Linked DNA regions of Triticum aestivum: region 2 is linked to region 1. Evidence: chromatin contacts called from public Hi-C data. All regions are on one chromosome and are shown on one strand. The core of a region is the stretch at or near the end of the contact, and the rest is flanking DNA. Distances in the headings are between cores, read along the strand shown. Region 1 holds the start of LOC123063154 (ENHANCER OF AG-4 protein 2). Region 2 holds the start of LOC123063160 (delta(3,5)-Delta(2,4)-dienoyl-CoA isomerase, peroxisomal).

Evidence for each region. Hi-C and Micro-C count contacts between places; a contact is called where the count stands out from the background.
Region 2: a Hi-C map of leaf shows a contact between it and region 1, with 5 times the contacts expected there. The contact joins the promoter of LOC123063160 here to the promoter of LOC123063154 in region 1. A contact is called at or near these places in 2 of 5 Hi-C or Micro-C datasets (both in leaf).

The regions. Positions count from the first base shown.
Region 1 is chr3A:681,347,374-681,353,566 of IWGSC CS RefSeq v2.1, forward strand. LOC123063154 (ENHANCER OF AG-4 protein 2) reads right to left here and starts at 4,578. Exons shown (of 8, transcript XM_044486896.1): 1 at 4,255-4,578; 2 at 3,166-3,304; 3 at 2,463-2,710. The coding sequence starts at 3,241.
Region 2 is chr3A:681,553,207-681,559,201 of IWGSC CS RefSeq v2.1, forward strand. LOC123063160 (delta(3,5)-Delta(2,4)-dienoyl-CoA isomerase, peroxisomal) reads left to right here and starts at 3,657. Exons shown (of 2, transcript XM_044486900.1): 1 at 3,657-4,476; 2 at 5,511-5,886. The coding sequence starts at 3,795. The coding sequence ends at 5,701. LOC123063782 (U2 spliceosomal RNA) reads right to left here and starts at 3,195; the gene lies at 2,999-3,195. It overlaps LOC123063158, which reads left to right. Exons shown (of 2, transcript XM_044486898.1): 2 at 21-359. The coding sequence ends at 79. It overlaps LOC123063159 (probable glutathione S-transferase GSTU6), which reads left to right and starts at 507. Exons shown (of 1, transcript XM_044486899.1): 1 at 507-1,637. The coding sequence starts at 724. The coding sequence ends at 1,428.

The DNA.
Region 1 (6,193 bases), core at 3,328-5,827:
ATATTTATATATGTCCAATGTGTGCAACAAATGTAACATATGAAGGAGCAATGCCCTTGGAATATAATAATAGATAACAATACAAGGAATGTTTTAAAAAGGCAAAGAGAAAAGAGGTGATTAAACCCACCAAATGCTTGAAAATGGGGGCTTTAATACCTCCATTGTGCCACCACTACATACATATCACATAAAAACTTCCGCTAATAGATCTGCTCTTCCATATGCTAATCCTTGATGCTTCATGACAATTTTTATCACAGATTCACACTTGCGATCGCACGACTCATCTCAACCACATCACTGTAACCCTGCATCTTCTGGTCATTGGCTCCCAAGAAGTCACTAATTAATAGTGCAACATTGCCAATGTTATTTCACCACTCCACTGATGGTGTACAACAAGTATCCATTTACTTCATCTTGATCTTTGTGTGTTTGTGCTTATGCCAAATCTGCTCTCTTTTTTGTCAGATACTATGGGTCATTGTTGATTTTATCGGTGATTTTATTAGACCAACATATAGCATGGCTTCAAACTGTAAGTCAGCCCATACACTCCGGGACGCCATCTCAAACAGTGTGTCATCTTTGCTGTGAGCTCCCCAAAGTGGTTCATGAATTCAAGCATAGTTCTCGTCCGCCGAAGGGTGTTAAACTGATGGGTATGTGCTTGAACTGCTAGCGGTAAAAAATTGGTGCGGAGAGCCGCGCACATGGCCTCCTAAGTGAACTTGTGACTCTTTGATTCACGAAGTTGTAGCGATCGAGCCATGTTACCAACGAAGTGAAGGGTGGCAATTCAAACCCAAAGCTCAGGCTGAAAGCCATACACAATAAAGTATTTCTCACATTCCTTCCTCCAGAATTGACGACTATTACCGTTGAATGTGGGAAATCCAGTTTGAGAAGAGACCAACTGGAATCAGGTATACGAGGTAAACACATGTGCTCTGGATCTCCACTCGGGCCAGGTACAAAAGAAGTTGATAGGAAGTGACATATGAGTGGTGGTAACCCCATGAGCCAAGTACCCCGGTGTTGTTGAACTCGACATGGCCATAGGCCCGTGGTTCTTGGAGCCAGTGTCGAGCATGTGATGAGTAGCGTGCACCACTGTTATCTCCCTTGCAGCAGCCGAGGTCACAAGATTTGCATGTAGCGTGGCTTTCCCCACCTGCTCTCGCAGTATGTCCGACAACATACAAAGGTTAGTCACTGCTGACCTCCAGAGGTCCTCGAACTTGTCATTGTCCTTCACTCATCCTTCGTTCACAGCCACCATGAGTGCATCGATTTGCTCCTCCATGGGGATGATCATGGCAGCTTGCTTTCTCCGGTACCATGGCTTCTCCAGGAGAACTACTAGCTCTGATACCAGATTGTAACATCCATCTGACTAGAGATCTCAAGGAGTAAGGGAAAGAGAATAGGGTGCTGAAGGAGGAAGAATAGCTTCTCTCATATGTTCTTGGTTGCTAAGTATTTCTCAGTGTCTTAAACAGAAGGGGCTCTGCCCCTACTCATAGCTCAAGGCTGGCACGCAGGCCCAGTCCAGTGCACGCACAAGGAAACGGTAGTCACCATGTGACAATAGCAGCACACCTGTTGTCACCTGGGCCCTCCCTTGTATATGTAGCTAGGAGGCCTCGAGAGGTCATACCAATTACAGAACAATGGATATGTGTTGTAAGGTAGGTTAGCTGGTTGATCCCCGCAAATAAAAAATCTCATAATCTGACCCGCCATCCACAAACAAGACTTCTTCCCCTAGTAAAATTTTCTATATGATAGGAAAACAGTGAACATGAAAGTAATACCGATGTATGCTGACAGATGGTAACTTTAGAAATTAGAAAACTAGCTCGACAAAAAAAGGCAACTAATCAGTCTGATCTTCTGTTAAACTCAACTGATGGATTGACTAAAAGCAACTCAAGCCTTCAGATTTACATTTTAGAAGAGGAAACAATTAGATATTGCCTATTGCATGCATATCAGTTTCATGCACCAAAAAATAGACTAGATTGCTAAACTTAACAATCAGTAAAAGCAACTAATATGACATAAGGCTGGTCATGATGGAAAGTACTCCCTCTGTCCCAAAATTCTTGTCTTAGATTTGTGTAGATACGGATGTATCTAACACTAAAACGTAACTAGATACATCAGTATTTAGACAAGTCTAAGACAAGAATTTTGGGACAGAGGGAGTATCATATACTAGCACATCATTTAACATGATATGGTATCATAGCTTGGTATTATAGTGACCTTGTTTATTGCCATGCATGACACATACTAGTACATCACTTAATATGATATGGTATCATAGTAATAGATGTGAGCTTTTAAGTGCTTCTGTATATAACCATCAATAAGTTTCACCTATCAGCCTTGCCCTAAAAGACACACGCCAACTACAATATGAGATAATAAAAACATGAGTAAGTTTCACGTACCAGTCTTTTTACAACATTTCGTCCAAAATCATCACCGTTGGTGAACAGGTCATCTAAGGCAGCAGCGATGACCTTCAAGAACTCATGTATATATCTCATGCCATCCTTCTTACTATTCTGCATAATATCATTTGCAAGGTACAGCAAAGATATCTTTCTCTCTTGAGGAGCTGAGTGAAAATCTTTATTCCATATGTCAACAACTTCCTGGCAACAACGATGATGGAAGATGCACCAGTGCGATAAAGCTTTTTTTGTTAAGCATAACAGTAGATTTGAGCAAAATTTTCAAGCTGTGCAGTGAGCTAATAATTGCATAGACACATCTTGAGCAAAATATTTCTATTCGTACACAGCTCAGGAAGTCATCAGTTCAATGCAAAAGGTCTACTGCCACAGTGATCTGAAATGCTAAAAGTAACAACTAACAACGCAGTCAATACTAACATTTTCCATAAGCTGTCTTCTCTGACTTTTTGCTTCCCAAACTATAGAAGCCAATGAGTTGAATGAACAAGTCAACTGACAAAGTATGATGAAAATGATTAATCTGTGCTGTTTGTGTGTTGTGCCAAGAGCAACTAGAGAAATGTAAAAACTGAACTCAGCCTCTTCTGTGCGAAACTCTAGTTGGGCCACATTTACACTAAAGCACATGCAGAAAAGAAACCTCTAAGTTAATGCTGGCTGAAAGTAAGGATACTCTCTATACTCTGTTGTGCAATATTAAGCTTCGAAAGCTTCTGCGCAAAGATCTCTGCGCTGAATCCTGTGCTCATCTTATGTAACCTGGCTTGTTCTATGAGAAACTCCCAAATGGCATAGCAAATGCAAATGCAAATCTGCAAAACAAACAAGAACATTAGGAAAATTAGTGACCCTTATTAAGCAATATATTAAAAATCTACAAATTATAAGTGATGTGTGCCAATGATAAAAGCAGGACACACATTCCTTCCCCTTATACATAATTTGCTTTTAAGCCATAAATACAGTCCATAAAAAAAGATAAATTAGCATGGAAAAATTGTGCTGTGAAGTCTTTGGGGGACACCCACTTCCAAATGATACAGCAGATAAACAGAAATATTTTTAATATCTTCTGTCGCAAACTATATCACGAGGTAACAAATAATGGAGTCCATATAAGTTATCTGCGACGGTACCAGTGCACAGCAAGGCAGGTTCTAAGCATCCATGCAACAAGTAAAAGGGAAAGGAAAACAAAATTCCACATATATCTTCTTTAAAGCTCCTGATTATCTCACCAAACCAGCATTGATTGCTCAAACACATACAGAGACTCTCCAAAGAGTGTCGGGGTAAAATGTGGTCTTTGCCAGATCACACTCCCAATCCCCAATATGACACAGAACTAGGTAGGTATGGCCGTAAAGAAAAAGCTGCAGCTTTCTCGTTGGGATGGAAATCGGCAGCAGCAGCAGCAAAAGGCTGTCACTAGACTACACTAGCGCACCGACAAGCAGAAAAGAAAAACCCCATCTTCGTTGCTCTAAATCAGCACATACACCATTCACGAACCGCTGCAAAACTAGAGAAAAGAAGAAAAGAGGAGCCCTTCGGGATCCCGGCGGCCTCCGCAACACCAATCGAATGGGGAAATTCCCCGAGCGAAGACCACCCAGGGAGGCGGAGGCGCCGCCCCCTGCCGGCAGCAAACCAAGCAGCACCGCCTATAGCAGAGCAACAGCCCAAAGCAACCGCGGCACCACAGAGCATCACAGAGGGGTGGAGAGAGCGGGAGGGGGGCAGGGGCGGCGGGGAGTAGCACCTGACCTTGCTGGGATTCGGGTCAGCGCATCGAGCGGGGCGGGGGAGGGGGAATTCTAGGGTTTACTAGCTCGAGATTCAGGGGAGGGGGGAGGGGATGGGTGTGTGGGAGACTCGGAGGAGACTGGAGCGTGGAAGGGGAGGGGGAAATTTTTGGCCTTTTGGGAGGGAGAGGCGTCCGTTGCTGGTCGCGGGCCGCGGCGGTGGGCGGGGGAGGCGCTGTGGCTGGGACGGACGGCTGCAGTGACGCGAGAGAAAGGGCGGGCGTGGCTCGTCCCGTGCCGGCGGCGACGCCACGAGGGGCTCGCGGAGGGTGGGCGCGGGGCGGCGGGGTCCGCGTGCCAGGGAGGGCGAGGGGGCTGCTGAAACTGAACGGTAGACGGCCCCCGGTCTCGGTGCCGGGCTGCTGCTGACCTGTGCCGGGCTGTGCTGTGCTGTCTTTCGGCGTTTTTCTCAACTTTTGAGACTTGCCCTGGGCCGGCCGTGTGATCGTTGCGGGAAAGTGGGGTCCACAAGTCAGTGAGTTTAGGCCAACTCCAACACACAACCCCATGGCATTTGTCCGTTTAGGTCAAACCGGACGGATGGCTCAGCCCAACGCGCGGCCGCATCCGCATTTTATGGGCATTTTCTATTTGACATTTATGCGCCCGTTTGCAAAACCGGCGCTTCTGTGCGCAACCAGGAGTCGAACTCCCGATCTCTGCCTGAGTCTCGAACGACAGAACCACTACGCTATCCAGAAACAGCTGACACATTACTTGTTTTTTTTATTGTTCTATAGTCACAGGAATTCTTTGGTTTTGGGAAGCTTCTGGAAGCTTCCCAAACAGGGTTTTTTTTCCGGTTCGTTGTCATTTACGGGTCTGTTTTTATTTGATCTTTCTATTTTTTTTCCTTTTTGATTAAATACGTGTTTTTTAAATCTTTTTTCAAATTTATGATTTTTCATTTTGCGTTTTCATAAAATATATAAAATAATCGATGAACTTTTTTCAAATTTGAGGAACTTTTTTTTCTAAATTGATGAACTTTTTTTTCTAAATTGATGAACTTTTTTTTTCAAATTTCATGAACTTTTTTTATATTTCAGTGAACTCTTTTACAAATTTGATGAACTTTTTTTAAGTTTGATAAACTTTTTTCAAAATTGATGAACTTTTTTTAAATGTGATGGACTTTTTTTTAAATCCAATGAACTTTTTTCAAGGCCGATTAAATTTTTCTCAAATTTATGAATTTTTTTCAAATCCAATGAACTTTTTTCAGATTTATGAACTTTTTTCAAATTTCATCAAATTTGATAAAAGTTTATTGAAAAATGAAAAACAATCCATCGGTTTGATAAGAGTTCACGTATATGAAAATAATTCATCATATATGGAAGAAAAAAATAAAAATAAAAAATGGAAAAAGGAAACAAGAAAAGAGGGAAACGATGTAAGCTAACACATGTGTCTAAGTGGCTGACTGGTTAGCGTGTTTTTCCCTGGAACAGGAGGTCGCTGGTACGATCCTTCTCTGGCGCACCATTTTGGTTGCGTCTCCGTTTTGGGCCGGCCCATAAGCGCGGCAGCGTGGGCGTTGGAACATGTGTCTAAGTGGCTGACTGGTTAGCGTGTTTTTCCCTGGAACAGGAGGTCGCTGGTACGATCCTTCTCTGGCGCACCATTTTGGTTGCGTCTCCGTTTTGGGCCGGCCCATAAGCGCGGCAGCGTGGGCGTTGGAACTCGGCTGACTATGACTCCCCATTTTATGTCCGCTTGACGTCCGGCCCGCCTCTTTTTTGACGCAAACATGCGCCTAGTTTGCGTCCACACGGACGATGAACGAACGGGGACGCGTGGCGGCCCACCACCTACTTTCACCGTCCAAAATTAATGCGGGTCCCGACTGTCATTCACACGGGCGGGGGCGTCGTCCTTCTTAATGTGGAAGCC
Region 2 (5,995 bases), core at 2,407-4,906, 200 kb after region 1:
GGTTTTCATCTTGGTTGCAGATGTATTTTGCTGTTTCTACAGGACCTTGACATGCTTGCTTCAAGAAAGATGGCAGTGAAGCAAAAGACAACAGCAATTCAGAGTTTCAGATTCAGAGTGTTCTTGTGCTAGAGTGTTCCTGTGCTAGTTCTGACCATGTTGATCATGGTGTAGTGGTCATTCCCTCTTTGCCTCATATAGGGTTTTTCTTCAGCTCTCTTTTCTAGATACTGCTGCTACTCCTCTCTACATCTTCAGCAGATCTATGTAATTCTTTTTGTACTTTCTCTACGAGCTGAATGAATTTGGCACTTCGGTGCCTTTGCTTGTTCAAAAAAAAAAAAACATCTTCGTAATCACTCTGAACATATTAAGCGCTTTATTGGCAAAGAAAACAAAAGCAAATTCGTCAAACACTGAAGCGTCACGTGTGACGCCAAGCGAGTCAACCTTCTTCCGGCGAGTGAGAGCCGACACTTGCAACGAGTCGGCTCTTCCGTGCAAGCATGCCGCGCACGCCAATGGCGACGCACATAATCACAGACCCGTGGCTCTAGCAGCTTCTCTACCACCAACTGGTCAGCCTAATTTCTGCCTCTATAAATTAACAAGAAGGACGACGAAGATACTCGTATTATCATACCCACTTGCAAATTCAGTTCAGAGCACCGTGGTCCTCTGGCAAATAGTTTAATCGCGAGAGGAAGAGATCGGTCGAAAACGATGGCCGGCGAAGGAGACGGCGTGAAGCTGCTGGGCACGGTGGTGAGCCCGTTCGCGGTCCGCGTGCGCATGGCGCTGCACCTCAAGGGCGTGAGCTACGAGGACCTGGAGCAGGACGTGTTCGACAAGGGCGACCTCCTCCTCGCCTCCAACCCAGTGCGCAAGAAGGTCCCCGTGCTCCTCCACGCCGGCAGGCCCGTCTGCGAGTCGCTAGCCATCGTCGAGTACGTCGACGAGGTCTGGGCCGGCGCGGCCCCGCTCCTCCCCGCCGACCCCCACGGCCGCGCCGTCGCGCGCTTCTGGGCCGCCTACGTCGACGACAGGTTGGTCACCGCGATGTTAGGCATCCTGCGCGCGACCACCGATGAGGAGCGGGCGGAGAGGCTCGACGCCGCGCTCGCGGCGGTCAGGCCCTTGGAGGACGCCTTTGCCGAGTGCTCTGGCGGCAAGGCCTTCTTCGCGGGCGACTCCGTCGGGTACCTCGACCTCGCGCTCGGGTGCCACCTCTTCTGGTTCGAGGCGCTGCGCGAGATGTTCGGCGTGATGATCATCGACGCCGGCAGGACTCCGCGCCTGGCCGCCTGGGCTGGAAGGTTCGCGGAGACGGAGACGGCCGAGAAGGCGGCGTCGCCCATCAAGAGCCTAGTGGACTACGCCGGGAAGTTGCGGGCTATCTGGGCTGCTATTGCCGCGGCTGCCAACTAATTTAAGTGGCTGGAAGTTGAAGAGCTTCTTGATTCGGCCGCCTCGAACTAGTGTAAACATAGGTAGATTTCATTTTTCTACAAACAGAGTTCACAATAAAATGGCCATTTGTTTTGATAAAGTTGTGGCTGAGCAACCCACTTATCTTGTTCATGGGTGTAGTACAACATTATATGATATCAGAACAAATGGAGAAAATTTCAAAAATACATTCTTTTTGCGGGAAAAGAATAAAATAATTAAGAGCCTTTAGAGTGAAAGTAACATAAACCCACAAGTTCAAGCGATTTGGAATACACGCAACTTCTGAGCTAGCAGTGGAAACATAATCCAAATTTGTTTGGTTAACCGTTGATGAGAAATCCGACAAACTAGGCCCATGTACCATTGACAAGATAGTGACTCACTAAATTTTGACTTAAGCCGACCATTGAGCTCAGCTAGCATGCTCCGTCTGTCCGAATTACTTGTCGCACAAATAGATGTGTTTAGATATATTTTAGTTCTAGATACGTTCATTATTATTCATTTCCGCGGCAAGTAATTCAGGACGAAGGGGGTATTATTTTCCATCCGTACTTGCCTCTTTCCGTCTCTAAATTCCCCTTGATATGATCGAGCCAACAAAGAGGTGGCAGCTATAGTTGGTGACTTTGTCGGCGATGTGTGATATGAGTGGTGGTGTCGGGGAAGAGCACACACTCTCCCATCCCCCTTTCCCCCAATAAAAAATTAAGCCATTTTCTTTGTCAAGGGAATCGTCCCTCTGTAACGTGCATCGTCACCCCGGTGTCCTTCCTCCTCCTCGAGTGGAGTGCCACCGCTACTGGTCCCCCCCTCCTCCTCCCCCAATCGGTTCGAAAGGGCTATACCATTGATTCAATACACTGTTTAGTGTGCCATAAGTTTCAAAATAAACCTTTTGGTTCGACTCTTATTACGTAATATTTCTATGCCGACGCAGTGCAAAACTGGGACAAAGAAAACACACAATGTACTCCATGCATGAACCTTTACTCTCCAAACAGTTTTCACGCCCGAGAAGGTCTACTCAAATGTAGTTACTACCTTCGTCTCAAGAAAAAGCCTATAATAACGTCTTATATTTTGAAAAATGAAGACAATAAGTTCGTAGCGAATACTCCAACATTAATCTGTCCTCATTGCACTGCGTGAAGGCTTCATGGATTGCGAGGCAATTTTCATTCATCAATTTTGTGGATAAAAATATAGGCGGAAAACAGATGTGACTTCAGTTGTTATATACACCACTCAGTTTTAGGAATCAGCCTATCAACCCAAACTGATCACCCGCAAAAAAAAAAAAAACTGATGACAGGGCAAAGGAACCTTATCAAATATACCAACCGCATACTCCACACCATCCCGTGCTTCTCCCAGGAGCACCACCACCTGCATGTTTCTCGACTCAGGCTGTGGTGACCAAACCTGGAAGACGCGCACGAGCAGATCAACACGGCGCTGAGGGAGAGCAAGCCGCGCCTGCATGTCAGCAGCTTCAATCAACACTGAATTAAAGCTGCATTACATAAATTTTTAATTAATTTGGTTGGGGTGCGCCTGCCCAGGCAATAATGCAACGCACTGGGCAACACCTGAGGGTCCCAATGGCAAACCATTATGATGGACCCTCTTCCATAAAAAATAAATTTAATATCATTGTAGACACATGGCCCACATATCAGATATTAAACTGATAAGAACAGATACTACACTCGATCTTAGCCAAAAGGCCGAGAAAGGTATGCTTCAACCCGCCGGCCACCCCTGCTCTTTATAGCCTCGCAGCGCCCCGCCTCCCCCTCGCCAAGCGATGTGGGTCATGGGCTCGCCAATCCCCTCGCATGGGCCGTAAAGATCCTGAAGCGAGCCTTTCTTTCCTTGAGACGCACAGGTGGGCCTTCGTCCCGTCTCGCTCGGCACCGGTGGGTCATGGTTTTCTAAAGGAAAAAAAAAGACACTAGTGGGTCATGGGTCCCGGTGGCAGTCAGTAAAGTATGCTTCATTTTTTACTTTTACCAGCTGATGAAAACTCATGGAAAATCGCTGTGAAAAGAACAAGACTGAGGCTGGATTGTACTGCGGCCGGGCCGAGGCAGCATCGTTAGGAGCTTTCGACAGGTTAGTTTTTTCTGATGATTTCCGAGCTGCTTATCTTATCTAGCAATCTCGTTGCGTCCGCACAAGAAAAACAAGAGAGGATTAGCTTCGGTATTTACCACTATGATGATGGCTTCCTTCCTTCCTTCATATTAGCAGCAGCAGCAGCAGTCAACAGAGCAGCACAGGCGGCTAGAGTTTAATCCCCACACGGCACACGCCACGCACACGGCGGAGGAGCTCAGATGGCCAGCGGCGGCGCGTCGGACGCGGAGGCGGAGCTGCGGCGGGGCTTCAAGGCCCTGGCCGTGACGCGGCCGGACCCGGCGGCCGCGGTCTACGAGGTGCGCCTCAGCCGCCCCGCGCAGCGCAACGCGCTCAGCCCGGACTCCTTCGCGGAGATCCCGCGCGCCATGGCGCTGCTCGACCGCGTCCCCGCCGCGCGCGCCGTCGTGCTCTCCGCCGCGGGCCCCCACTTCTGCGCGGGCATCGAGCTCGGCGGGCCCGGGAACCCGCTCACCGCGCCCTTCAGCCGGGGCGCCGACCCCGCGGCCGCGGCCGAGGGGCTCCGCCGCGCCATCCTCGGCATGCAGGCCGCGCTCACCGCCGTCGAGCTGTGCCGGAAGCCCGTCATCGCGGCCGTGCACGGCGCCTGCGTCGGCGGCGGCGTCGACCTCGTCGCCGCCTGCGACATACGCTACTGCTCAAAGGACGCCACGTTCGTGCTCAAGGAGGTGGACATGGCCATCGTTGCCGACCTCGGCGCGCTCCAGCGCCTGCCGCGGATCGTCGGCTACGGGAACGCCGCAGACCTAGCCCTCACGGGCCGCAGGATCACCGCCGCGGAGGCCAAGGAGATGGGGCTGGTCAGCAGGGTGTTCGATTCCAAGCAGGAGCTGGATGCTGGTGTTGCGAAGATCGCCAAAGGTATAATTTCTCTCTGCTGTTCTTTCTTTGCCTCTGTACTCTGCCAAAATGTTTAACATGAATTGTGCAATTCCAAGTTCAAACTAATAAAGGATGTCACCTGGAATTTCACAACCTACAAAACAGTCCTTGTTTGGAGTTGAGAACTTGAGATGTCATGACATCATTATGTAGGTCATGTCGGCAACAAAATGAACAAGGGTGTCTCTCTTGGGTATCTGTGTATATGTTGTTGATAAACTTATTTATACTCTGATTGCAGTTGATCTAACTGGAATCGGTAGATCCATTTGGCTGGATAATATTTGATTTTATGTTAGTCAGAACCTGTTGATTCTGGAAAAATTGAGGTTAAACTTCATGTTAGTAACATTAACAGCACGCATGAATTGTGTCTTTAAATACAATTGGTTGGTGGCCTTCTGTTATTTTAGCATAGTATCTCTAGTTCAGCTTAAACTTTTCACAGGCTTTCTAGAATTCCAACTCACCCAGCTTTCCTAAAGATCCATCTATATTCTCATTTCCTGGTTTTTGTGCATTTGCTATAGTGTGCTTGGTGTCCTATAAGTGCAGGGTTAAATGTTTCTCTTACTACATTAAGCAGCAAAATCCACCACTCTCTTGATTGGCTGCAGAGGCGCTGTGCTCCATTTCCCAACATCATGAGAAGTGTACTGGAAAGTTTGGGTCATATAGTTAGTGTTGTTAGTTTGAAGTCAGATGCACTTGAATCAATCAAATGAAGCATTGTATAATGGTTAAAAAGGGTTCACAATTCACTAGTGTCGCCCCTCTATCGAGCCAGAAGCAAGTTGGATTTGTTCATCCAAGTTGTAAGTAGATGCACATATGTAGGTCTGACTGTTCCATGTTCATAGGGTGTTACCATAATTCAGATTCATGCACAAGACGTCCCTGTGCAAACCAGTTTCTTGTTAACTATGCCTACCACTTTTTCTCCATCAACTATGTAACTCAACAAGCTGCGACCTATGATGGACCAAGAGACATTTTTTTTTTCATTGTTTCAGAAATATCAGAGAAGTCGGCAAACGCAGTGATGGGAACGAAGGCAGTTCTACTGAGAAGCAGAGATATCACAGTAGAGCAGGGCCTGGAGCATGTAGCGACTTGGAACTCTGGAATGCTGAGATCTAATGACCTGATGGAGGCCATCAAAGCTTTCATGGAGAAGCGGAAGCCTGTTTTCTCTAAGCTCTGATGATCTTCATCATGGGCGAAAATTTATATGTGAACCCTAGCCACCTGAGAATGAAAGTGAGATGGTAGAATGTAGACAAGAAATAGTACAATCTATGAATTTGGAAAACAAGTGCTCTTGTTATCTGTATCTTGTATGCATATCATATCATATATAAAAGGGAATAAAACAAGGATTTTATGGTATTTCCTTAGCACTACTGATGTCCGTATTGATTAGTGATATGTTGTGATGCCTATAGATTAACCATTCCCACTTGTAGTGTGATGCGCTTTTGCAGAGAGTTGAGTACCT